Linked DNA regions of Mus musculus: regions 2 and 3 are each linked to region 1. The links are chromatin contacts, called in public HiCAR-type and promoter capture Hi-C maps. All regions are on one chromosome and are shown on one strand. Each heading gives the region's core, a stretch centred on a gene start, on an enhancer-like site or on the middle of the called end of the contact. The rest is flanking DNA. Distances are from core to core; before and after follow the strand shown. Region 1 holds the start of Dpyd (dihydropyrimidine dehydrogenase). Region 2 holds the start of Rwdd3 (RWD domain containing 3). Region 3 has its middle 67 kb from the start of Rwdd3.

The links. Promoter capture Hi-C pulls out the DNA fragments that hold promoters and counts their contacts. HiCAR-type assays count read pairs that join an accessible place to other places.
Region 2: a HiCAR-type map of astrocytes shows a contact between it and region 1, with 10 times the contacts expected there. The contact joins the promoter of Rwdd3 here to the promoter of Dpyd in region 1. A contact is called at or near these places in 3 of 39 promoter capture datasets (cranial neural crest, hippocampal neurons and liver) and 1 of 115 datasets of contacts at active chromatin or transcription factors (astrocytes).
Region 3: a promoter capture Hi-C map of hippocampal neurons shows a contact between it and region 1, with 17 times the contacts expected there. The contact joins the enhancer-like site here to the promoter of Dpyd in region 1. A contact is called at or near these places in 8 of 39 promoter capture datasets (the 3T3-L1 cell line, cranial neural crest, frontonasal cranial neural crest and 5 more), 1 of 484 Hi-C or Micro-C datasets (ventral hippocampal neurons) and 3 of 115 datasets of contacts at active chromatin or transcription factors (embryonic forebrain, embryonic limb bud and stem cell-derived neural progenitor cells).

The regions. Positions count from the first base shown.
Region 1 is chr3:118,559,835-118,563,865 of GRCm38.p6, reverse strand. It overlaps Dpyd (dihydropyrimidine dehydrogenase), which reads right to left and starts at 1,686. Exons shown (of 23, transcript NM_170778.3): 1 at 1,552-1,686. The coding sequence starts at 1,590.
Region 2 is chr3:121,169,417-121,173,447 of GRCm38.p6, reverse strand. Rwdd3 (RWD domain containing 3) reads left to right here and starts at 1,753. Exons shown (of 5, transcript NM_028456.3): 1 at 1,753-1,856. The coding sequence starts at 1,772.
Region 3 is chr3:121,102,910-121,106,940 of GRCm38.p6, reverse strand. No RefSeq gene overlaps it. Among named protein-coding and RNA genes, the nearest start is that of Rwdd3, 67 kb to the left of the region's middle. Within about 2 kb of position 1,945, at least 21 of the 459 cell types and tissues checked have an H3K27ac peak or open chromatin away from gene starts, as enhancers often do. A contact at or near this core is called in hippocampal neurons, where this site is marked.

The sequences.
Region 1 (4,031 bases), core at 437-2,936:
GACACTTCGTACCTCACCGGCATCATTTTCCTCATAAGAATACAGATAAGAACTGCTTTTTCAAGACAAGCACATGAGAAACAACATAAAACATGAAGTCAGCTAAGCTTGAAACACTCTTCTGAAATTAAACAAAAGCCATCCGATCTGTGACACCCTGATTCCTGACAACTGTAAAGCCTGGATGCTGCCAAAGGATTGCTAACTGATTTACTTTAACAAAACCAAAAATGTCCCAGGGGTGTTAAATCAAAGATAGTACCCAGAGACCATGACTTCGATCAGACATGGTAGGTATCCTGTGCCCTGCATGCACACACATATAGTTCATTATATCAGTCATATTGTTCAATAGCCAAGAAAGAAATTGTGAAGAAAAGTCTAAGTAAACTACACAGAGAAAGAAGTCAACACGTTATCCTTTGCTCTTACTGCTACAGTGGATTTATCAAAGGAAAATATGAAGGCTCTTAGAACACTATCAGCTTTCTTTTAAGAGCATATAAAGGTTCATTATCACTGACGGCAGGGTGCGGGGAGAGCAGGGTGCAGAAGAAAACCAGTTAGCTATCCTGCTGCAAACAGGTGTCTTTAAACTTGTATTTAAAGAGCAGAACAAACGGGGGAGGGGGAGGGGGAGGGGGAGGGGGAGGGGGAGGGGGAGGGGGAGGGGGAGGGGAAAGGGTGTGTTATTTCTAAGCAAACACACAGAAGGTGGGAAAAGGGGGCCGGGCAGGAGGGAAGGAAACAGTAAGGGAAGAGAACACGAATATTCTACAAAAGTTTTGTTTTGCTTTTATCTCGAAGAAAATTCCCTAAACAAAACGGAACTGAAACCTGAGAGACACAGGCTTTGATTCAGCGTGATTAAAATCACGGCCATAACTCAAATCTTTCTCCCAACACACACATTAAAGTATATAGAACTCAGAGGAAAAATTTTTTGCTATTTCAGGTAGGGGATCGTTCTCAGAAAAATGAGATTTTTGGAAGAAACAGAGAACAAGAGAGAATCAAACACTGTTGAGAGGAGAGAACAGAGCAGTTTGTGTATCTCTTTCCGGGGAGGTCGCACTTTCCAATGTCTTCTGTACTTCGTTCCATTTTTTCCAAATGTGAAATTAAGTGGTAAACAATACCAGGGCCAGCGCCGCTCGAAACAGCGGCCTGGATCTTGGATTTCTATGCTCCACTTTTGCATACTGCGGGGCTTTGTTATTATAGGTGGGTCACTGGGTGGTTGTCCCACAAAACCACGGAGGGGACAGAGGAGGAGTTAGAGGGTTCCCTGGGCGGGAAGTGGAGCTACTGTCCCCTGGAGTCCAAGCCTCTGCACTCTGAGCCTCTGGGTCACTATGACTTAGGGCAGAGAGAGACGGCCACTTTTAAGTCTCCTACGAAGTAACCAGGTCCTGGTGCCGGAGTACAGTGTCCAGCCTGGTCCGCAAGTCTCTCCCGGGGAAACTTCGCGGATCTCCAGCTCTGTCCCGGGTGCGCCCCCGGGCCTCCCGCCCCTCTGTGACCCTCCCACCCCAGGGCCGCGGTCGGTACCTCGATGTCCGGCGCGTCCCTGCTCAGCACACCCGCCATGGCAGCGCTTTCTGGCCTCAGACTCCCGCACACAGACCCTCCCTCTGCTGCAGCAGCCTCCAGCCCCGCACCAAAGCCTCAGCTTGCCCCAGCACTGGTGCACTGACTGCCCGAGCCAAGGCAATATGGAAGGGGCGGGGCTATGCTAAAGACACGCCTCTGGGGCGGGGCAACGCTCAAGGCACGCCTCACAGCCACACCGTTCCACTGGTCCCAAGCTGCCGGGCTCTGTTCCAGAGAATTTCTGGTTGTGCTGGCCTTTGCTCCCCAAGGTTGAGTTTGGTAGGCGGGTTTAGGTGTCAGAGATCCCCAGAATTAAAAGCAAACAATTGCGTCTTTGATGTTCTTCTGAGTTCTGAGCCCTGCAACGTGCAGAAACAAAGATTAAAGAATAAGATGTCCCAGAACTCTCCAGGGACCAGGGAGTACCTGTGTTCCTCTGGCCACCAGCAAATAGGCTGGAAGGATTTTTGAAGCTGTTCTGGGGGAGTAGTAGTATTGGGGAGCCTAGGGCACAAGAAGACAGACAGACATCAGTATCCACAGTCTAGAACAGCCTATAGTGAGATGGTTCTCAACCTTCCTCATGCTGCGACCCTTTAATCTGTTCCTTATGTGTGGTAATCCCCATCCATAAAATTATTTCATTGATATTCCAAAATCATAATTTTGCCATTATAAGTAGTAATGTAGATACTTGTGTTTTCCAATGATCTTAGGTGACCCCTGTGAAAGGGTCTTTCCACTCCCAAAAGAGTCCCAGAGGGGTCTCCATGCACATGTTGAGAGCTACTACTTTAGTGAAAGGGTATCTGTAGAGGATCAAGGCTTTCTTTCTGCATGGCAGTCCATGCCTATTTTTTTAAAAATATATAGTAATATTCTAAAATGTGACGTTCATAAATATGAACAGGGGTTGTTTATTTTGTGCATTTGGTCACATAGTTGGTAGGGAGAAACAATGATGTCATCAGACTAGTCCTCTCCTCAACTTTGTGGCAGCCTAGGCGCCAGACCATTTTCTAAGTCGGACATCTTCTCTCATGGTGCTATCTGTTTCTTTTAAGGCACACAGGGCACTTCGTCCTATTGGCTAGATCATGATAATTTTGGAATCATATGATTCCCTCCTCGCTGGTATTTTTCGTTACTTTATCCATTTTCTTTTAATTCGACATGTACTTAACGCTTCGTTTTGTTTTCAGTGTAACACTGCCATGTTGGGTTTTCTAGATGTGGTCTTCAAGAAGGCTCATCACTGCTCTGACAACAAGACTGGCAGGACACAAACTGTGGTGCCTGCACTTGGCAGAAAAAGAGGAACACATGGGGGGCAGTCTTGGATGCCTGGAGAGGGCTTATAGTACAAACCACCTGGTTACCTTTAAGGTCTTGAAACTTCCAGTGGTTGGACACATATTGTCCCTTCAATCAACTATTAGCACACACAAAAATTAATAATAATAATAATAATAACAACAACAACAACAATAAAAGCTAGAGGGTTAAATAGAACCCCCAGATTCACCCTTGGCTTCTGTATTCTCACTCATTCATTTAATCTTTCTCCAACTTTAAGGATTTTTCCATTCTAACCAGATCTTGAGTCACTTGGAAACGGGTATGTCAGCTTCTGCTGTTAAGTCTCCTGAACTCTAGAGTGGGATTCTAAATATGAATTAGCCCCCTCGCTCCCCCACCCACAAGATGTGACCTTTTTCAGTGGCCCAATGCAGCCCACATACAATTGGGGTTTGTTTGGTTGTTGTTATTGTTGTTGTTGTTATCCTTCTTGTTCATATCTGCGTGACAAGCTCCTGTCCACCTTCTACCTCACTGGGGTCTCTCCTCCCTAACAACTGTTACACCCACCAAGCATTGTTCTGAACTTTCATCTCTTCCCTGATTCTCCTCATTTCTCTCCCCAAGATACTGCTTCCCTTCTCACTAATCCTTGAGCCTCTGAATCATTCCAACCACCAAGAGAAATTAGACCTGCCCTGCCTACCTCTGCCATTCTAGCTTACAACAGCCTAGGTTTTTCTTAATGGTCATGTCAAGTTTATTTGCCTGCTCATTCGCATGTGACTTGCTTGATATAAGTCTTCTGTTTCAGATGCAGGTTCCAAAATAAACAGGATCAGTGTCTGACTTCGCTGTCTACTGAACATGTTGTTCCTTGTCTGGGCTTGAAACATACAAGAATTACTGACTAAAGGGACAGGAGATTCTGCATTTAAAAATGCTTTGGAAAAACTGTAGTTTCTCTCCATTGTGGAGAATGAGTCACAGTATCAATCAACAAATCTGTGATTAAAATAGCTCATTGTAACTACTTCTATATTCAGGAGTATAGTCTAAGGGCAAATTCTCCTCTAGTTCCCAGGATCCAAACTTACCTCCAAATTATTACCATTTCTCTAAAGTCAACCATGTCCTTG
Region 2 (4,031 bases), core at 504-3,003, 2.6 Mb before region 1:
AAAAGCAGGTTAAGGAATCAACGGAGAAAGGAAAGCAAAGAAGAAACCCACTGACCAGAAAATTTTAAGTATGATAATAGATGGCTGTACTTTTACATCAATTCCCATGGACCCCTTACTGACAGTAGGCTCCGGTGATCGCCTCCTAATCCTGCTGACAATGAAATCACGCTGTTCGTGTTATTTCGTTCATATCACACATTGAATTTGAAAAATTAAAACAGGATGAGGGCTATTCAATTATTGTGTGGACCATTTAACAAATATGACAAATAATCAAATTAATATTTTCCATTACTTTTAGCAGTAACATTGGACTTTAAACTGAAAATTGAATAACAGAGTGGTGCTGTAAATCAAAAAGTGTAATCTTTTCCCCAAATCTCTCTAACAGTTAATTATGAACCCACTGAACTTGCTTGAACTGCTATTTTGGAAATAACTCAAAGGAACTATTTTTTTTTTCTTTCTTCTAATACAAATTGGTTACATTATAGATAATCATGTGTTTAAATAAACCTTTATCTTTCTAATTATTTGCACAGCACGGTTCCTAATTGCCTGGGGTCACTGAAATCTCAGGGCATCCCTGGAAAAGCTTTTCTTGTCTATCTCATCAGATTTCCTTTCTCTTCTTGGAAGCCAATTTCTCTTCCTTTTTTCAAATTGCCCTTTTAGCAATAGAAATGATGATTGGGATAGTAACGTGGCCCAGTTAAAATTATTCTGACTTGTAGAAGTCAGTGAAAGGAGTCACTGAAGACCTACTTAAATTCTTTGATGAACTCACAGAATGTTATTTCTGATACAAACCAGTGGCATGAGACCTCCCCGAGTGAGCCAAAGGACTCTTGGGAGCTGCAGAATTAAAAATTTTTATTTTGGGGGCGGGGGGAGTCAAATGCACCTAGACAGAACTACTTACCACAAATTAATTTTGCTTACTAAAGTCGAGGTTGAAACAGATGCATCACTCATTCTGTTATCCTATTGTTACTGCGAGTGTTTTGAAATTTAGGTCAAGATTCAAAGATGGTGATTTCACCATTAAGCTTCAGGGATCAGAGAGGTAATAGACACATTATGTTATATGCATCGAATATCACCTGAACCGAACCAAACCGAACCAAATCAAATCAACTCAAATCAAATCACTGTAAAGCTAGTTTTTGGCTTTGGACCCCATCTCTAAGGAGTCTCATCTCAGTCTTCCCTCTTCTTCATCTTGGACTGGAAAGAGGCCCTGGAATCTAGACCTTGTGTGTAATCCCGAGGCTAGTGACCAACCAGGTCAGTATCCTGGAGGTCATTATCGTTCTCTTTTCTGAAATATCCTGACCACGAGGGTCACTGACCCTCATGAGGACATGGAATTTGTGTTTTGCTCACTGTGGGATCTCAGGACACAAAGTTCAAAAGCCTGACAAGGGCTCGTTCGCCTTGTTTGGCTTTTCTTGTTTGTTTAGGTTTTTTTTACTCTCTCCATTTCCTCCTAGCCTGGTGAAGCACGGTGGGTTCACAGCCTGGTTGTTCTTGTAGGGGACTTTGGGGCTTTACAGGTCTCTCTCTGATCCAGAAAACCACAGAGGCCAAAACTCAGAAGGTTCTGGGCGGACACATGCCACGCCCATAAACACGCCCATCTCCCCGCCCCCCGCCCGGCGCCATCCGCAGCCGACCTGGCTGTGAGGCCGGGGCGCCCCCCAGTGACCGTAGGGGAGCTTTGCTCCGGGAGGCGGCGGAAGTGGCTTTGGGTTCTGGTCGCACGGATATGGTGGAGGAGGTGCGGCAGGAGCTCTCGGCGCTGGCCGCGATCTTCTGCGGGCCCAACGAGTGGGAGATGTTGAGCTGTTCAGGTGAATACCCTGCCTCTCACCCTGCGGCCACTGCGGGGAGTCGGGGACCCGGTGTCTTGTGGCCCTGGACAGGAGTAGGAGGGGACTGGGGGGTGGGGTTGGCCTGCGCTTGCAGTGCCCTCCCCTGAGCTCGCCCTCTCCGCCCCCCTACCCCGTGCTCTCCCGCAACTAGACGGTGCGCAGTGCCCTCCTCGTGAAACCCAGCTCCTCCAAATAGTCGGCATCCACCATAAGCATTTGTGTATCACGTCCCTGACAACAGGACGCTGTAGTTGGTTGTCAGCCACGTGGAAGGCAGTCAGGAAATGCTTGTTAAGGTTTGAACTCTCCAGAGTTAATTGCCTTTGACTTTATTATTAATTTTTTTTGTTGTTTTACTTAAAAATATTTTTATTTTTACGTTTTCCAGGCTGCTGAAAAATGGCAGCCGATTCCAGACTTCTGCTGGACGCAGCATGGAGACCTTCTCTTCTAACCCAGGCAGGGCACCGACCCTCTGAGAGTTTATAGTCTGTAAAGCTATTACTATTGTTGTTATTATTAATTGTTTTAAAAAGCTAAAATTTCATTCTTGTCTTGGCTTCCGTTAAGGAACCCAGACGCTCCACTCACACACTTTTAAATTTTTTTTTGGCGTATGTATGAGTGTTTTGCATGCCTGTATAGACCTGTATGCTGAGTGTGCCTGGGAGGCCTGAATAGGACGTTCAGGGGCTAGGAGTTACCGAGGGTTTGAGAGCCTTGCCTTAAAGGTGCTGAGAACTGAACCCAGGGAATAGTCAGTGCTCTTAACCACTGAGTGCCCCCAATTTCCCCCTTTTGGGAAAATGTGCTGATGCAAATTATTCTCACCCTCGCTGAGCTGTCAAATATGTCATGTACATTTTGAGGTCAGTGAGAGCCATCCCTCTACTGTTACAATGTAACTACGATTGTAATGGCTTTTCTGACCATAAATTGGCTTAGCTCTAGGAAGACAGTGTGAGATGTGCTAGACCTAAGGAAGCTATATCTATGATTAGGAGGGCTTTGGGTTTCCATAAGATAAGTCAGTGACCCCTTTCTCCTATGCCTTCTTGCATGCACACATCTACAGATCTTTGTGGTGATTTGACGTTTCAGGCCATGTGAACTTTCTAGAAAAATGGAGTTGCTCTCTTCTTAAGTGCCTAGACCTGTCTTGTATATTTTTGAAACTTCCTTAAGACCCCTATGAAAGGATTTATTGTAGGGATTTGCCACCCTCTTGTGATTGGGTAGCATCCTGATCGGTTAGCATCTCCTGTCTCCACAATTCTCTCTATTGGTAATTGCTTCTGCCGGAGGCAGCTATTTAAAGGGATCACTCGTGTCTCCGAGTTCTTGTATCGTGACTTACTTGCCAATATCTGGGAGAAACGAACCTGTGATGTCCTATGACATTTTAAAAAAATGGTGGTGGTTTGCATTATGACCAATCAGATACTGTTGATAGGTCAGAGAAACCCCCCAAAAAGAAGTGCTGAGAGAGAGGGGGAGGGGGTTGTCTTAATACTCTGAACACTGCGGCTCTTTATCTGCTCTTAAATTGAGCATGACTTCAAGTCATGCCTCCTAATTAATTTAATTCAGTGTTCTGGCATCAATAAGTAATTGAATTATAAAGGAATTCAGTGTAACAGCTTCGGACATTTTGTTTTCTAGAAGGTTCACTGAAGAGTAGAACAGTTCAGCGATTGAAGCAGGAATGATTGACACACTCGGGAGCTGTGAGTGAGGCAAACACCAAGTGTAGCAGGCTTCGTGGCTTCTACCCTCGCTGCCAGCGGCAGTTCGGGTTTCAGGGTGTCACTCTGTACCCATCATTTCTTCCCTGGCCTCCACCAGATAAGTCTCTCCTGTCTTAAGTGAGATTAGAAGAATATTGCAGAGGGCCTACATTTCTCTGTAAGACAGGAAGACCTGGGTTGACCCCAACGGCCAGCTCTTGAGGCCCTGAGCCGAAAAGTCTTGAATAGATGGGTTCAGTTTAGTGGGGAGTAATTTCTTTTAAGAGTTTTGAGGGAGTTTGCATCCTGGCCACTCATGTTAGAGTAAGTTCAAAGGAAGAGGCGCTGTGTGTAACAGTCTCTTAGGGCTGGAAATAATGTAAACACCATATTCCCAGCTTGGGAAAGCAGTGGAGTAGCCAAATCA
Region 3 (4,031 bases), core at 696-3,195, 2.5 Mb before region 1:
TCCAACTTCCCAGCCTCCACCTCTGTTCCAGAGAGATCAAGCCGCCTCTGGCTCTTTGGCATACAGTTCTTTGAGTGTCTTTTATCCTATGTGCTTGGGACCAGAAGTCTTTGAGATTTTGGAGTTTGTTTTTGGATTTTGTAATATTTGTATAGATTCTCCTAGTTAGGTATGACTAATCTGAAAAGCGCCCGAACCCAAGCTGCTTTAAAATCCGATTCGAGTCTTGTTGGTGCTCAACACCTCTCAGATTTCAGAGCAGTTTGGCTTGTGAATTTTTAGATTCAGGGTGGTCAACTTGTATCATGTAGTTTTATATTTTCATTTCTTGGGCCATGGTGATTTTCCTCTGTAGCTCTCTTTTGCCTCAGCTTTCAAAGTGCTGGAATTACAGACCTAAGCCATCATTTGTAGCTCTAATTTATAACATTTCTTTAATCTCTGTAGAAAGCCTGTGATGACCCTTGGCTAAGATAAAGGCCCCACTTTGCTAGGTGTAAAAGTGAAAATACTTTCACTATTCTCATGTAGTAAGTGCTGTCTCTGATGTTAACTGTCTCCATTTTGTAATGTAGGCCTAGCCCTGGAAGCTTCTAGGCTCTGTACAATCTAGTCTAGGTCTAGAATGTTTTCAGCTTCTGAGACTTACTGCTGAGTAAGCTCATGTATTCTAGTTCTTTCTCCTTGTGAGTTCCAGGCCAGCCTGGTCTACAGGGTGAGTTTCAGGACAACCCGTAGCTAAGGCTACACAGAGAAATCCTGTCTTGAAAAACAAACAAATAACTCCCGTACAAAAATAAAACAAACAAACAAACAAACAAACCAAAAAAACCCCCCAAATAAAAAAACCCAAACCCCAAACCAAAGCCAACCCAAAACCCAACTAGCCAACCAACCAGCCAACCAAAAGAACAACCAACCAATCAAACAAAAGCAAAAACAGAAAGAAAGAAAAGAAAAAAATGAGATAAAAATAAAAATACAACTTGATTTGGACATTTACTCATTCTGAGGTTGCTCCTTTGTCCTAACACGGGCGCCTGGTGTGGTGAATACCCTGTTTCCTGATGCTGGCAGACTTGGGAATCCCTCAGTAAAGCAGTCTTCCCCATGATGATGTTATCTGTTTCTTGCCTAGCAGCAAGATAAGTATATCACGGACAGAGCACCTTCTGGGTGATCCTGCTCCAAAGGCACAGAGCCTAGCAACCCCCCTGCCGGCCTGCTAAGAAAAAGCTGACATCAGAGAAAGCAGAGCTCGACTTGAGTCCCTTGGCCTGACTCCTTTTTGGAGTGCACACTTAATTCTGGGTGAGGCTTACAAAGTGCAGTATTTTCTCCAGCCTTTGGACAACCTAAGGCTGCTCACACGGTGGGAGAAAGGACAGCCACTGCCTCTCTGACAAACATTTGGGGCTGTTGTATTATACCTTGCTCGCTAGCTAGATGAGGCGGGACAGTGACTGGTGTGTTTTTGGAGCTCTGACCCAGAGAGATTCCTCCTTTGTCACTTTATGCGGCTTATTATGTTAAGTGACAGAGTTGAGTCTATAACAACGTAAGCAAGATAAAATAGTGGTTCTCTAGCCACCCCACCCCTCATCTCCCCGTGTGAAGTCTCTTCCTTTTAACCACTCCGCAGCAGCAGTCATTATTACAGAGCAGTTATTTATTGGTCTTCACGCGTAAAATGAATGAGAGCTTTGCTAGATGTTTGTTGTTTAGAATGTATACATATTTTCAAGACTTTAGCTCCTGACACCGGCCGAAATTGCCATTATGAAGCTCTGATTTTGTACAACGGGATGGTGCTGTGGTCCCTGCCTCGCGGGAAGCTGGTCCGCTGTACATACACTTTCATTTTGCTGACTCGATGGAGCCTCTCCAGTGTGTACAGGCTGAAGCAGCCCCCAAGTTCCAGCAGGGGGTGCTGTTGAACTTCTGAAAAAGACCGTAGTTGGGAGCGGAAGGTGGGAAGCGGTGAATGTGGAGGGAGGCATGGGGCTGGTTGTGGGGAGGGGGGCGGGGGGTGGGTGGAAAAAAAAATCTTGGATGCGAAGCTGACATTTCTGTCTGAGGTGAGGCATGCTTTGCTGATGCCACACATGGAATGTTTCGGAAGTGTCAGTAATAAATACTTCTATCAGGAATCTTCATATTCCACACAGCTCTGCTTATCGTACCCCAAGGAGACTCCTACAAAGACATAGCTGTCAGGGGCTAATTTGGGATCTGAAAGCTATGGTGGTTGTCAGGCATCTTTCCCCGTGTGTGATATTTATCTCCTCTCACAAACAAACTGAGTGCAGGGTTTTTAATTAATTTCCAAGTGTCTCCCATGGTAATTTTCCCTCTAATATATTAATACAATGATTTAAGCCTTCATTCAGGAGCAGACTTTCGGCTGAAAATCACCAAAGGCTTAGATGGTGTTTAGTGTTATCAATAAGGTACACGTTCGTTGGTTTGCAGGGAATCAATAAAGTAGCCCTTCCCTCCTTTTTATTTTTAGAAGCATCAATGGGGTTTTTATCTCTTTTAAGTATATTAAGGAAATCATGGCCCTGCTGATTTTAGTTTTCTCCTTCTGATTGGAGGGAGCTCTCAGGCTGCTTCTCTTTATTGTTTATGGAAGATGTGCGTCAGGCAAAGTCTTGATTTGGTGACGAACAGATGAATTTTAAAAAGTGTTTCCCCTTCAGAAAAACTTGATTTTTTTTTTTTTTTTAAGAGAAAAAGTCCCAGAAGAAGAACACAGAAAGGGTCACACTTTGAAAGCAGTTAAAGTCAGGTAGCTGAAGAGCAAGTGAACTAACCTTTTCCCTGCCCCATACCCCTCTCAGTACAAAGCATGAAATACAAATACTAGCAAATTGAAGGTTTACTATTTGTTTCTCAAACAGTGTAGTTCACAAAACAAATGGGTGTGTGCTAATTGGCCAGATTTAAACATTTCACATTGGATATATATATAAATCTATATTCTCTAAAACATGCTGTATATAATACAGTTTTATCTGACAATTAAAATAAAATACATTTGAGAGGGAAAAATCCAACGAAAATGAAAGTGACATTTTGCATGGAAGCCACATTCAGAGTTTTATTTATTTTTTTTTTTAAAGAATTCTTATGTCTCTATTTAATAGTGTTATACTCTTGGCTCAAAGGTTGCCTCAAATTTCATAAGGATTTTTCCCCTTCAATTCACCTTTAGCATATTTGATTACTGGGGTGATAGGGCAGTTCTTGGACTATTTATCTTTCTCTAAAAACAGCATCCAAAAATCATTGGAAAAATTGCTGCAATCAAAGGAAATCCCCAGAATTTATATAGGGATTTTAATTATCTGTAATTAAAGTTTAAATTCTTAGAAATTCGGGAAACTCAGTCTTATAGGTCTGGAGATTAAATGTGTCATATTTTTTTTCCTGTGTGAGCGTTTCATTCTTTCCCTTGCCAACCTGTCACGTGAACATTTCCCCTAGATCCATTAGGCAAATTTAATAACCAAATATCTTTCTTGTGAGAAACGAGTTTTTAAAGTTCAGCATGCCCTGTGAATAATTTGTATCCCCTCCACCCACCCTGCCCCCTTCCCGGCCTGCGTGGTTGTTGTACGTAAGTGCCTCAAAAATCAACCTTTTAAGCACAGATTGATCCTGGCAGCTCTTATTTTATGTGATTTCCAAGGATCGGTCTAGAAATGCTTCTTAATTGAAATAGTTCTCCTCCTTTGGCTTTTATTTTATTGTCCTTCCCTTCTTGACATCTTGTACATCACATCAGAAGCTATTTTAGACACACGAAATGACAGCTTTCTCAGACCCGACTGTGGGTCCTGATAGACCTGCGCTTCTTCAAGCAGGCAAGTTGCAGGCGCCGGCTTCAGAGATGCTTTCCCCGGCATGATGGGCGAGTCACCTAGAAACGCAACCTAAACTGCAGGTTAATCATCTCGCACTGGCTGATGTCAATTCTCCCCTGCCCTGCATCCTACCAAAGAGCAGGAAAGCCAAGAACTATTTTC